Regions from separate parts of the Gossypium arboreum genome. Here region 2 is linked to region 1. A link is a contact called in public Hi-C data. All regions are on one chromosome and are shown on one strand. The core of a region is the stretch at or near the end of the contact, and the rest is flanking DNA. Distances in the headings are between cores, read along the strand shown.

The links. Hi-C and Micro-C count contacts between places; a contact is called where the count stands out from the background.
Region 2: a Hi-C map of leaf shows a contact between it and region 1, with 2.1 times the contacts expected there. The contact joins the promoter of LOC108457694 here to the enhancer-like site in region 1. A contact is called at or near these places in 2 of 5 Hi-C or Micro-C datasets (both in leaf).

What each region holds. Positions count from the first base shown.
Region 1 is chr4:15,133,687-15,139,285 of ASM2569848v2, reverse strand. No RefSeq gene overlaps it. Among protein-coding and RNA genes, the nearest start is that of LOC108460826, 7.1 kb to the right of the region's middle. Within about 2 kb of position 2,290, at least 1 of the 2 cell types and tissues checked has an H3K27ac peak or open chromatin away from gene starts, as enhancers often do. A contact at or near this core is called in leaf, where this site is marked.
Region 2 is chr4:15,198,638-15,204,236 of ASM2569848v2, reverse strand. It overlaps LOC108457694 (ultraviolet-B receptor UVR8-like), which reads right to left and starts at 3,427. Exons shown (of 11, transcript XM_017756770.2): 1 at 3,063-3,427; 2 at 2,458-2,531; 3 at 2,264-2,348; 4 at 1,680-1,808; 5 at 1,365-1,601; 6 at 987-1,226; 7 at 198-241. The coding sequence starts at 3,270.

The DNA.
Region 1 (5,599 bases), core at 1,041-3,540:
ATTCTGCTCATACAATTTGTCTATCATGATTAGTATTATTATTCTTTATTGTCTATGTCTCATTTGGATTCCAGTATTACGAAGCATGTTCGATCTTCTGCTTTCGTTAGATTCCATTGTCGTTTTGTTCATAATTACCCTAATCCATTATTTCGATTCTTACGGCAATACTAATTGCATTTGGCACGTGTTCTGATTCTCTTTACTTTTTTAGGTACACCATGACGAACACACGAGGCAAGTCTAAGGCCGCCGTCCCCGCTTCGAAAAAGTGAAAGACCCATGGTGGGACTTCCTCCTCAAGTGCTTCCGTCGAGGCCCGCCACCCTTATCTCTGATTTTTAACGGGCCCCCAAGAGGATTTATATCAGCTCCTTCAAGTACGTCCACTCGGCCTAAGTCGCTGTATTGATTGGGTTGCGTTGGAGCAGGTCCGCCTCGCTGATGATGTTGTGCCTTCATTATCACAGCTCATAGTACAAATTTTTCTTTATCATCGAGCCCACCTACATGGAGCTTACCTTGGAGCTCTGCGCGACATTTGTTGTATAGCAGGTCATGACCACCCATGACGAGCCAGGCACCATCACTTTTCAACTTGGTGGTTTGGTACGCCACATGAGCATCCTCGAGTTCGGTGTTGCTATGGGACTTTACACGGAGGAATTTATGAGCACCGAGAACTTTCTTCGCCTTCACCAGTACATCCATTACGCTCCATCTCGTTGTTGGATTGAGCTTACAACGCGTCAGATACCATATGATGCGAGTCGCTTGAAGGCGACGTCTCTCTCTCCAACTTTACGGTACCTTTACGCACTTTTAGCACACACTTTAACTGGTAGGAGAGAGAGCACCGGAGTTGTCAATACTCACAATGCATACTTTTTATTGAGCATAGCCACTAGGAATATCTTTAATTTGGCATACTTAATCGCTCTAGCCTTCCGCCATCAGACTGACCGCCACAGAAAGGGCCCCATCTGTTTAGGCCTTTATGTGACTTGCCTCACTCGGCACTTCGGTCTCCCTGACACACCGGAGTAGTCTTCCACACTTACACTTGTTGGCCAGATGTCCCCACAAGAAATCTCGAGCATGATACACATGAAGATGATCGAGCAGCGTCGTGGAGTGGAAACCCCGCAGTATAAATTATTTCATTCTGAAGCTCAAAATGAACCAGAGGACTTCACTGATGATGTTCTTCTCAATCACAAAGAACCCACCACAGCATCCACCTTCGAGTCACTGCCATATTCCTACTGCTCCTACTTCAGAGGACGTCTCAGAGCGGCTCACTCGCTTTGAGCAGTACTGCGCTCAGAGGTTTGACACTCTTGACACGACATTACAAAGGATATGTCAACATTTTCATATCTCCGCTCTAGCACTAACGATGGACAGTAATGTTAATATTCGATTTACTTATTCCTAAAATTTAAAATTTTAAAATTTACAATCACAAGTATTCCTCTGAATCAAATTTAATTATAAGTAATCACTGTTTTCAATTATAACATTTTAATAATATAATTGTTAAAATAATTTTTTATATAAACAAATATTCATTTTAAAAATCATTTACCAAACTAACCATATAAATAATTATCTTTTAATAAAATGGAATTATATACAATATTATTATTAAAATATTAGTAGTTGGTTGATGTTCGTTATTACTTTTTAAATTATAATATTTTTGAAATTGCATTAGTATTATACTATGTTAATGCGGCAGTAATTGTAAAACATGTTATAATGTTATTGGTTGTTGAATGGAGATAATAAAGTATAAGGATAAAATAATAATGAAGTTGATGAGAATCTTTCTGATGCTTAAGATAGTACGAAAGCAATAAGTGAGGGGCCCATTATTGTGTGGTTTACATGGATGGGCTTATCATTAGGCAGAATCGATCATGTGATGGGAAAGATAGGCCCAATGATTGTGGGTGAACGGCCCCCACCCATCACTTTGCATTATAACATGTTGGGCCTCAAAAGTATTGGACTAGGGCAATACGCGTTAAAAATACTAGAATAAAAGAAGATAAGTAATCGATTAAACACGACAAAAAAAATACACACGTATCATAATATCGTCCGATGTCTATTCATAAGAATGAAATATATTTCACAATTAAAAGTATCCATCAAAAAATATTTTAAAACCAGATGGCATTGCCTCCAATTTTGAATCAGACAAATTCAATTCACCTGTTCATCTTTCCTTTTTACAATTATAGGGCATCGGCCTCCTTTCTTTTCAATGTCATTTGATGGAGCCATCTGTTTTTGAGTAAAGCCATCATGTGGGTTAAAGTGATGATATTGTCCATGATTGGTACAAACTTGTTTTCAATATTTACATAGTATGTTTATTTATTTTAATTTTGGGTTATATTATTATCTCATGTTTATATTAATTTTATTATAGATTCTTATTATATCTTTTTATTTTTTAATAATACTTAAATTTATCTATAACTTATCTCAACTCTTAAATAAAAAATTTACGTGCTTCAACATACTCTTAACTCTTAAAATAGATTCTTATCATATTTATATTATTTTTAGATCATATTTGCAGTAGAGCTGATCATGAGCCGGGCGGCTCGGCCCAGCCCCAAGGCCCGCCCAAAAAATGGGAGGGTTTGGGTAAATATATAGACCCGAAAAATGAGCTTGGGCAAAAAAATGAGGCCCGCCTCGAGTAAGAGTTCTTTTACCGGCCCGAATTATATATTAATATATTTTTTATTTTATTTTTAATCATTTTAAAATTTTAATATAACCATTTTTTATTATATTGTCAATTTGTGTATTGTTTTAATAATTGTTTTAGTATTATTTTTATTTGTTTTAATATTTATTTTTATGTTTTTAAATATATTTGATTTATTATATTTTTAAATTTTTTTATTTAATGAAATAAGAAAAAAAAATTTAATATGGGTCGGGCCGGCCCGAGCTTGGGCTTAGCAATTTTATTTCAGGCCAGGCTTAGACAAATTTTTAGGCCCATATTTCGGACCGGGCCGAGTCCAGACCTAATAGACGAGCCTAAAATTTTAACTGGGCCTAGCCCGAACCCGACCCGGCCCATGATCACCTCTATTTGCAGGCGACATAATTGTAAATTAAGTGTTTATTGTACATGCATCAAAGATAAAAACAACTGATGTGCGTTAACGTGGGTTGCCACGTTTTGTCGAATACAAGGTGGAACTTTTCTTTTTTCTCAAATTAGGAATACTAGTTCTAATTCAATGAATTAAGAAAAATGTCAAATTTTATGATTAATTCGTTTATTTTACTCCATTTACATGATTAACTTTTTCTAGTAGAAAATTTCATTCCACCAAGACCACTAACCAATAAAATAGAGGATAAAAATTAAGTTTCAAGTTGATAATTTAATCTTAACGTCTTCTATTTTCGTTTAAACATAGTATCATGGTGAATTTAGTTAGAATTTTCTTTAAAGAGTTTGAGTTTTCAAACCAATATTTTGATTTGAAAATTTTAATTATTTGAGTTGTTGAATGAGTAATAAAGTTAGGGTCTTTTGGATCTATGCAATGTTTGAACAATACTAATCTTTTTGAACTAATATATTTTCATAATATTGTTGGATTTTTTTAAGTCTAAAGATTTAAAATGTCATAATTTGAAAAATTCTTTTTATAACAATATGTGGAGGTTTTATAGAAAATTCTTCCGCTATAATGATTTTTTTTCAAAGTATTTATCTGTAAAATATTATGAGGATTTTGTGTAATAATTTATGAATGTGCTACTTATTTTGGATAAACCTTTTTAAGAAAATTTATTAATATTTTAAAGAGATTTTGGTTTATGTAAAACAATTTCTCTATTTTTTGAAATCTTGGTTGCTTCAACAACAATTTATTTGAAAAGAGTTTCTTTTTTGGATTGGACAATGGCTAATGCAACTTCTGAAGATTGAAAGTGAGAGACTTGATCTGTTTTTTTATTTGCGTCTTGTGCATCCTAAAAAGATACATCATTTGAGGGTTTTTTTTTTATGAGGATGATTCCTCATTTTCTTCTCGCAAACAAATTTCATACCATGATTTGATGGGTTTTGAGGAGGATTCTTCTATTTTTCTTTTTCTTTTGTCTCTGAGTTTTGGGGACATTTTTGAAAAATTCTCTGGTAAGAAAATTAGGCAAAAAATTATTTTCTCCTTTGATACATTCATTTGAAAATCAAATATACTCAAAATTTCTTGTCATCTTGTAAAAATATATTTTGAAGTAATATTTTAAATATCGTTTTATAAAACTTATTTTGCGAGTTGTAATCAATTTGCAAAAGAAACTTTTGATTTAATAAATCACTTTGAAATTTTGTAATGCACAAAACAATTGATAAAATTTCTTTCTTGATTGTATTATAATATTTATAGTTATGCTATAAAAACAAAAGAAAAAAGTTTACCTATCCAAAAGGAATATGAAACTATCCAATTATTAGATAGAGTCGTTATCGAAAAGATTAAAGAATCAAATCCGAAACACAAAGAATATATATTAGGATTGATAGAGCCTTTGTCTCTTCCATCTCAACAACATTTAAAACTGATTTACAAGGAATAAATAATTCCTCAAATATAGGCCAACCTATTGACCACACCGTAACGTGCGTACACCGGGGCTATGAATAACACAAATACTAATAATAATCTAGCAGTGTACTGCAAGTGTGACAATTATAATGGAACACCCGAGTATTCCAAGGATTGAACCCAAGAGAGTTCTAAGACAAAGTGATTCCTAAGCAGCAAGCAAACATGCAACCAAGAAATCTAGTTAATTGCTCGCTAAGTGCTATATTCAACAATTCATAATCGAGGTTAAATCACACTAATTGACAACCTAATACTAAAAAGGACCAAATTGTAGAACAGTAAAAGTTAAGCAATTAACAATTCAATAAATAAAAGCGGTTGGTTGACTTTCATGTTGCTGATTAGTCTTTAGATTAGGTATCTAAAAAGCTTAAACTTCTAATTAGCTGAATTTTACCTCTCAGTCAGCATTTTACCAAATTAGATGATTTAGCTTGGTTTATCTCTCGACCTCACAGAACTAACTCGAGACAAAAAAATTGGTGCTTAATTAGATCTCCTCTTGGTCTCACCTATTTATGTTTTCCCTTTTAAATTTTGAAGTTTATTCGATTAAGTCCAATTTTTACAATTTAGTCCCTATACCAAAAACTAACCAAGCAACATTTCCATCAACCAACCACTATAGATTTAGTTACTTAACATCATTTCCATACAAGCAATAACCCAACAAATATTCAAAGCATACATTAAAAAAAAACACAAAAGATAGGGTTAAAGTTGTTGGAAAAAATCGGGTTTGGAAAACACAGCGGAAAATAAATTTAGGGAAAACATAGTTTTAATTTTTTTTCCAAAACAAGATCTTGGTTGTGATATCTATTGTAATAAACACTTAATCAAAATTGTATCTTTTCTATTAGTCTAAGATGAGCGCTTCGATTTAGTAGTCTTATCTGTTGTCCTCAAGCGCATGTTTGCCGAGTGTGGGCTCGCTTCGA
Region 2 (5,599 bases), core at 2,178-4,677, 64 kb before region 1:
GAATGCAATCTCACTTGTCAGCTTTTTATTCATTTCGGAATTATATAAAACCATGGCATGGTTTTTGGGCATGTATTCTGTGATGAGTGATCACTCAAATAAGATACAAAAACTATGTATCTCTTCTTTAACAAGAAAAGAAGTTGGCCAGCAGAATATTCAATGTGAAGTTCTATATTATGACCATGAGAACTAACCTGTCCATAGAGTCCCCAACCGAAAGTAAGTACTGCTCCAGCATCTGTTAATGGACAAATTGGTTAATGCGGTAATAGTATCAATATATTTTTAATTTTATAAAAAAAACTAGAATATACAAGCAAACCAGACACCAGATAAACAAAGATTCTCATTCCAAACAACATTCAAATCAATCACTGGTCATCCTGAGGTTTATTACAACTTCCTAACTCCATGGAGATCTTTAAGGTTGAACAATCTAACTAGTCACAGAGCATCCTAAGAGTCTTGAAGGGATGTTTTGTTCCAGAGTAATTAATTAGCCTTTAAACATGTCTTATTTCGTCTTTCTCTATTCTAGGACGGCAGTATCTCTTTAATAAAGTCAAATGAAGGTTGGATTGGGGAGAAACTGATCAGATTTTTTATCAAGAAAGTGAATTTCTCTCATGTAAAACTCTTTCTATTTGTTAATCATAAAAAAAAAAAATACTTTTTTTCATATTAGTTCATAAAGAATATTTCATGAATTTTCCATTTCCATCCCAACCAAGTCTCAAGCTATTCCTTTTACCAAAAATAAGAAAAATTTCTTTACAACACTAATTCATATTTGCTTGTGTTTACACCTTTCTTCATTTAATGAAAAAAGTTCAGTTTTCATTAACTTCTCCCTTGAACTTCTAGACATCTGTATTAGAATTTCACAACTTCATCTCCAGCAAATATAACCACTTCTATTCCCTAATTGATTTTTTTTTTTTTTTTTACAAACCAGTTCAACAAGTGAATGATCTAAGGCACACCTGTAATTACCGCACTGTGTCGTCCTCCACAGGCTATCCCCTTTACATAATTTCCAGGAACTCTAAAACCCTGCCCTTCTGAACACAAGCTACCTCGAGAACGTGCAGCAACACTATCTTTCCCAAAAGAAGATAGCTCAATGCAAGGGACAGGATGGGGCGAGGATACCATTCTTATCCTAGAACCCAAACCAAGTTGTCCCTCACCACCATAGCCCCAACCCCAGACCTGCCCGATATCTGAAATTTCAACAATAAGAAAGCATTTACAGATTGAAATGTCACATTATCTACGAATCTATACACAACTATCTTACTGCAGAAAATATACATGTTCTGACTCATTTCACTCATTAGTCAAGGAGAGAGACAAAGTACCTGATAATGCTAGAGTGTGGCGCCCACCAGCAGCTACAGTCACAATCCTGACTCCCGGGTTTAGAGCTACTAGACATGGCAATGCCGACACAGTTTCATCACCAGATGATGAGCTTTCAGCAGACTGTTTTGTTGATGATATTCTTCTTCTTTTTGTACTTTCCTCTCCAACTCCTTTAGTATTGGTGGCAGAAAATGTTTCGCCACTTGATCTTGAGCTTTGAGAGTGAGGGCTCACTTCAAAAATTGTGAAATGAGTACAATACCAACAGGTAAACAGAATCAGTATGTAATCTTAACCCAAATGATATTTACCTTGCTCTGTCAATGAGTTCTGTCTTTCAAATACATCCTTCTCTAAACTAGTTCCAGTGGATGGATCACCAAATACCTTCCCTGAGGGAATACACTCTTTCCACCCCCATGTATAAACTTCGCCATTTTCTGTGAACAACAAAGTGAAATTGACTTATCAACAAAACTTAGGTTCCAATTAGCTGTTTGTTCTACTAGTTAAAGTTATAAAAACAAGTCAGATTTGATTAAACAAACATATAAAATTATGCTTTATATTCGCTTTCATATCCAACTCTTTCCACCCCTACATATAAACTTCTCAATCATCTGTGAATAAATTTACTTCAGATACAGTTAGTTGTTTTTTGTTCAACTAATTAAAGTCCTAACAAACAAGTCAGATGCGATTAAACAAATAATCAAAACACCTAACATACAAAATTATGCTTTATGTTGGAAACAAAAACCCTATTTCGTATCCAAACGCATTTTTGGCTTTTTCTTTCTCAATCAAATACCAAGTGATAAAAGCAACGGCCAAACCACCCATTAGTGAAACAAGTGAATAGAAGTGTAAGGACCAAGGAAGTCTTAGTGTTTACCTGTAACTGCAACACAGTGTGCCCAACCAGCGGCTGCTTTTACTAGAGAAGCTTCGGTTGGAAGTGGAAATGGCTCTGGAATTTCCTGAAACAAGCAAATTACAGAAAAGAAATATATAAATTTAATTTGATAAACAAAAATAAAACCCAACAAAAAGAAAGGAGAAATATAGATGGAAAAAGCTTTATATTACCCCATGCTTCCCTGATGTAACGTAGCTTTGACCTGAATCATCAGTTGAACCCCAAGTGATAAGCTTCCCTGAATCTAAAATTTTAAGGAAAAAAGCACCATTAGTAGAATATAATGTTAGCTTCACAGAAGTTATTGCATAAAAAAAATTATCTTATATGCCAAAAATAAGAAAAATGAAAGTTTTTTAAAACTAAATATATTAAATTGAAATTCGGTTCACAGCTCTAATCATCTATTAACAATTTATTAACAAGTTGACATCCTTTTAACCTATAGAGAACAGAGACAGAGAGAGAAAACCAGTAGTTCAAAACCAGTAAATAAAAAGAGCAGGAAGGAACTCAACATAGCTAATTTGAGTCAAGTGAGTTGACTTCATGGCAAAACGAAAATGAAAACAACGAAAAAATCGAATTATAACGCCCAGTCCTTTTACATTTTCTTGCCAACCAGACAGATCAAAATGTACAACATCTAACAACCAGCCCAAAAGCCGCAATTACATTACCAATAATTTAAAATATTTTCATAAGAAATAAAATTTAAAATCAGGGAAAGAAGTGGAGGAAAGCCAACGAGAAAGAAAGAGATAGGAAAAACAACCAGAAATGGCCATGGCGAATCCACAACCGCCACCGCATACGTCGGTCCAAGAATGGTCAATGGAATCCGGAATCCGCACAAGAACCGGCGATACAAGCGGAGCTCGTTGCGGTAACGCTCCAGGTAAATATCCCCACATGAAAACCACACGCTCTCTATTAACTACCTCCATTTTCAGTTCCTCGCTTTTTTTTCCTTCTCCGTTCATTTCAATAACAGAGAAGGAAAAGAAAGGAAAGCCCAAAAAATAAAAATAAATAAAACTACTATTATTGTTGGAAATTATTTTTTAGTATATTTTCATTTTTTTATTTAATTCATTTCGGCCTTTCGGGAGTGTCGTTTAAGGGAGCCCTAATTTTGGGGCGAATAAAAGGCGGGGGCGTATCAATTTCGAGGGAAAGGGATGTGCCACGTAGGATGTTCACGTGGGATTAATAACACGTGGTAACACATGAGCCGCTAGATGTCCCGTTGATTTCTAGCCAGAAGTTAACGGAAGTTTCTGGAAGGTCACTTGACCTTTTTTTTCTCTATTCCTCTTTGTGAAGTTGGCAGAGATGGCGTGGTTATGACGTGTTACTTTCAGATTTCTACAGATGTCAACTAATTATGAAGCCCAATGATTATAACATGCCACGTTTCAACAATGAGGATTGCTGAAAGTCTCCTGACACGTCAGCAACGGGAACATTTGGTTCTCAATAATGGTTTTATTTTATGGGGTTTGGTTTGTTGTTAACAAATTCTTGATATAAAGTAAATTTTAGAAAAAGAAATTATAGTAAGCTTATCTCAACCTATCTGAATCTATATTTTTATACAGAGAATAATATTAATATCAATTGAGATAAAATTTAATTTAAATTTTTTATTATTTAATGGAAAATGTATTCCTACATTTATTTATATTTGTTTCTTGATAAATAATTTTGTCAATAGGATATAACTTTTAGGTCAATGAAAATAAATTTCATATTCTTATAAATTAAATTTTGAAAATTGTAAATTATTTTTGGAAAAAAACTCATTTATAAGTAAATTTAGTTTTATATAAAAGTTAATTTGAATCAAGTCTAATATTATTATATTAGTACTAACTTTTTTTATTTTAATTTCTAAAAATTTAAATAATATCAAATATTATAATGTTTAATTATTTATATTTAATAATGCAATAAATTATTTAATATATTTTAATAATAAATATATATTACACTTATAAATATTTAATAATAAATGTTTTATAGTATAAAATATGAAGTTATATAAATATGATTTTTTTAAATCATGCTTCACTTCATTTATCACTTTTAATTTTAATGTGTCACTATCCACTGCATATATTTAATATATGTAATTTCAATTAAGTTTTAATTAGAGAATGTTTTTTATTAAGTTTATGTGTTATATCAATTATTATAAAATATTATCTTATTAAAAATAAATTTCAATTATCAAAAGGAAATGTTACTATAATATTTTTTAACAAATATTTATATTGTGTTGTTTCATCGAGAATAACTTTTAAAAATGATTTCAAAAAATTGTCAAACGATAGAAAATATTTTACATAAAATCATCCAAACGCTAGAAAATATCAACTTTTCCAAAAATCATTTTTCAGAATCCGTTTTTAATAAAACAAACGCATCCAAAGTTTATATTTGCAATACCTTTATAATACTTTTCAAGAATTAAGCACCTCATGCCATACCTTTATAATACTTTTCAAGAATTAAGCACCTCATGCCATCATAGATCTTCATGCTATGAATACTATAAATATGGAAGAGGTATCTCTACAATTCCATTTAGGATAATCATCGTATCAAATTCAATTTCATTTAAGAATTTATACTTTTTAGGCTCACTAGCCCTCGAAGAGGTCATATCCAAATACTACTTTAACCTTTTCAAACCGTCGATTTAGCGACTCTCCTCACCCCACACAATGTAAACTACCTCTATCATACTATTTAGCATCTTATGTAACCTTAGTGTTATAACAATATTAAATAATCATTAGTTAATCAGGAACAAATTAAGTTTAAAAATTATTATAAAGGTAATATATACAACATTTTTTCTTTTTGTTTCTCATAAGAGGAGAAATATGAATATCCATAGATCGAACTCAAAACTGGATGTCAACCATGTCTTCATTTTAGCGAAAGTCCTTTTCCATTATACCCCGAAACTTGGTTGATTATATTAAGTATTCTTATAGCATCGATGATAAAACATTATACTTCGAATAAATGAAACATTTTTTTCTCTTATCCCTATCTAAACTACAACTGTTAGAGTGTGTGTATGCGCGCGCGCACATGCACGTGTATGTGTTTGCTTTGTAAGTGGTAGCCATCACCCTTATCTAATTTTCTTCCCTTGCTAGGGGCCTTCACTATTCTCGCAATGAGTAGAACTGTCTAGAGTTTGGTGGAGGCTTACTTTCTTCCTCCATCCCTCTCTTTTATTCAACGTGGTGAATCCACCACCACTAGTAAGTTTATGCCTCATCTTGTTCGTATTCA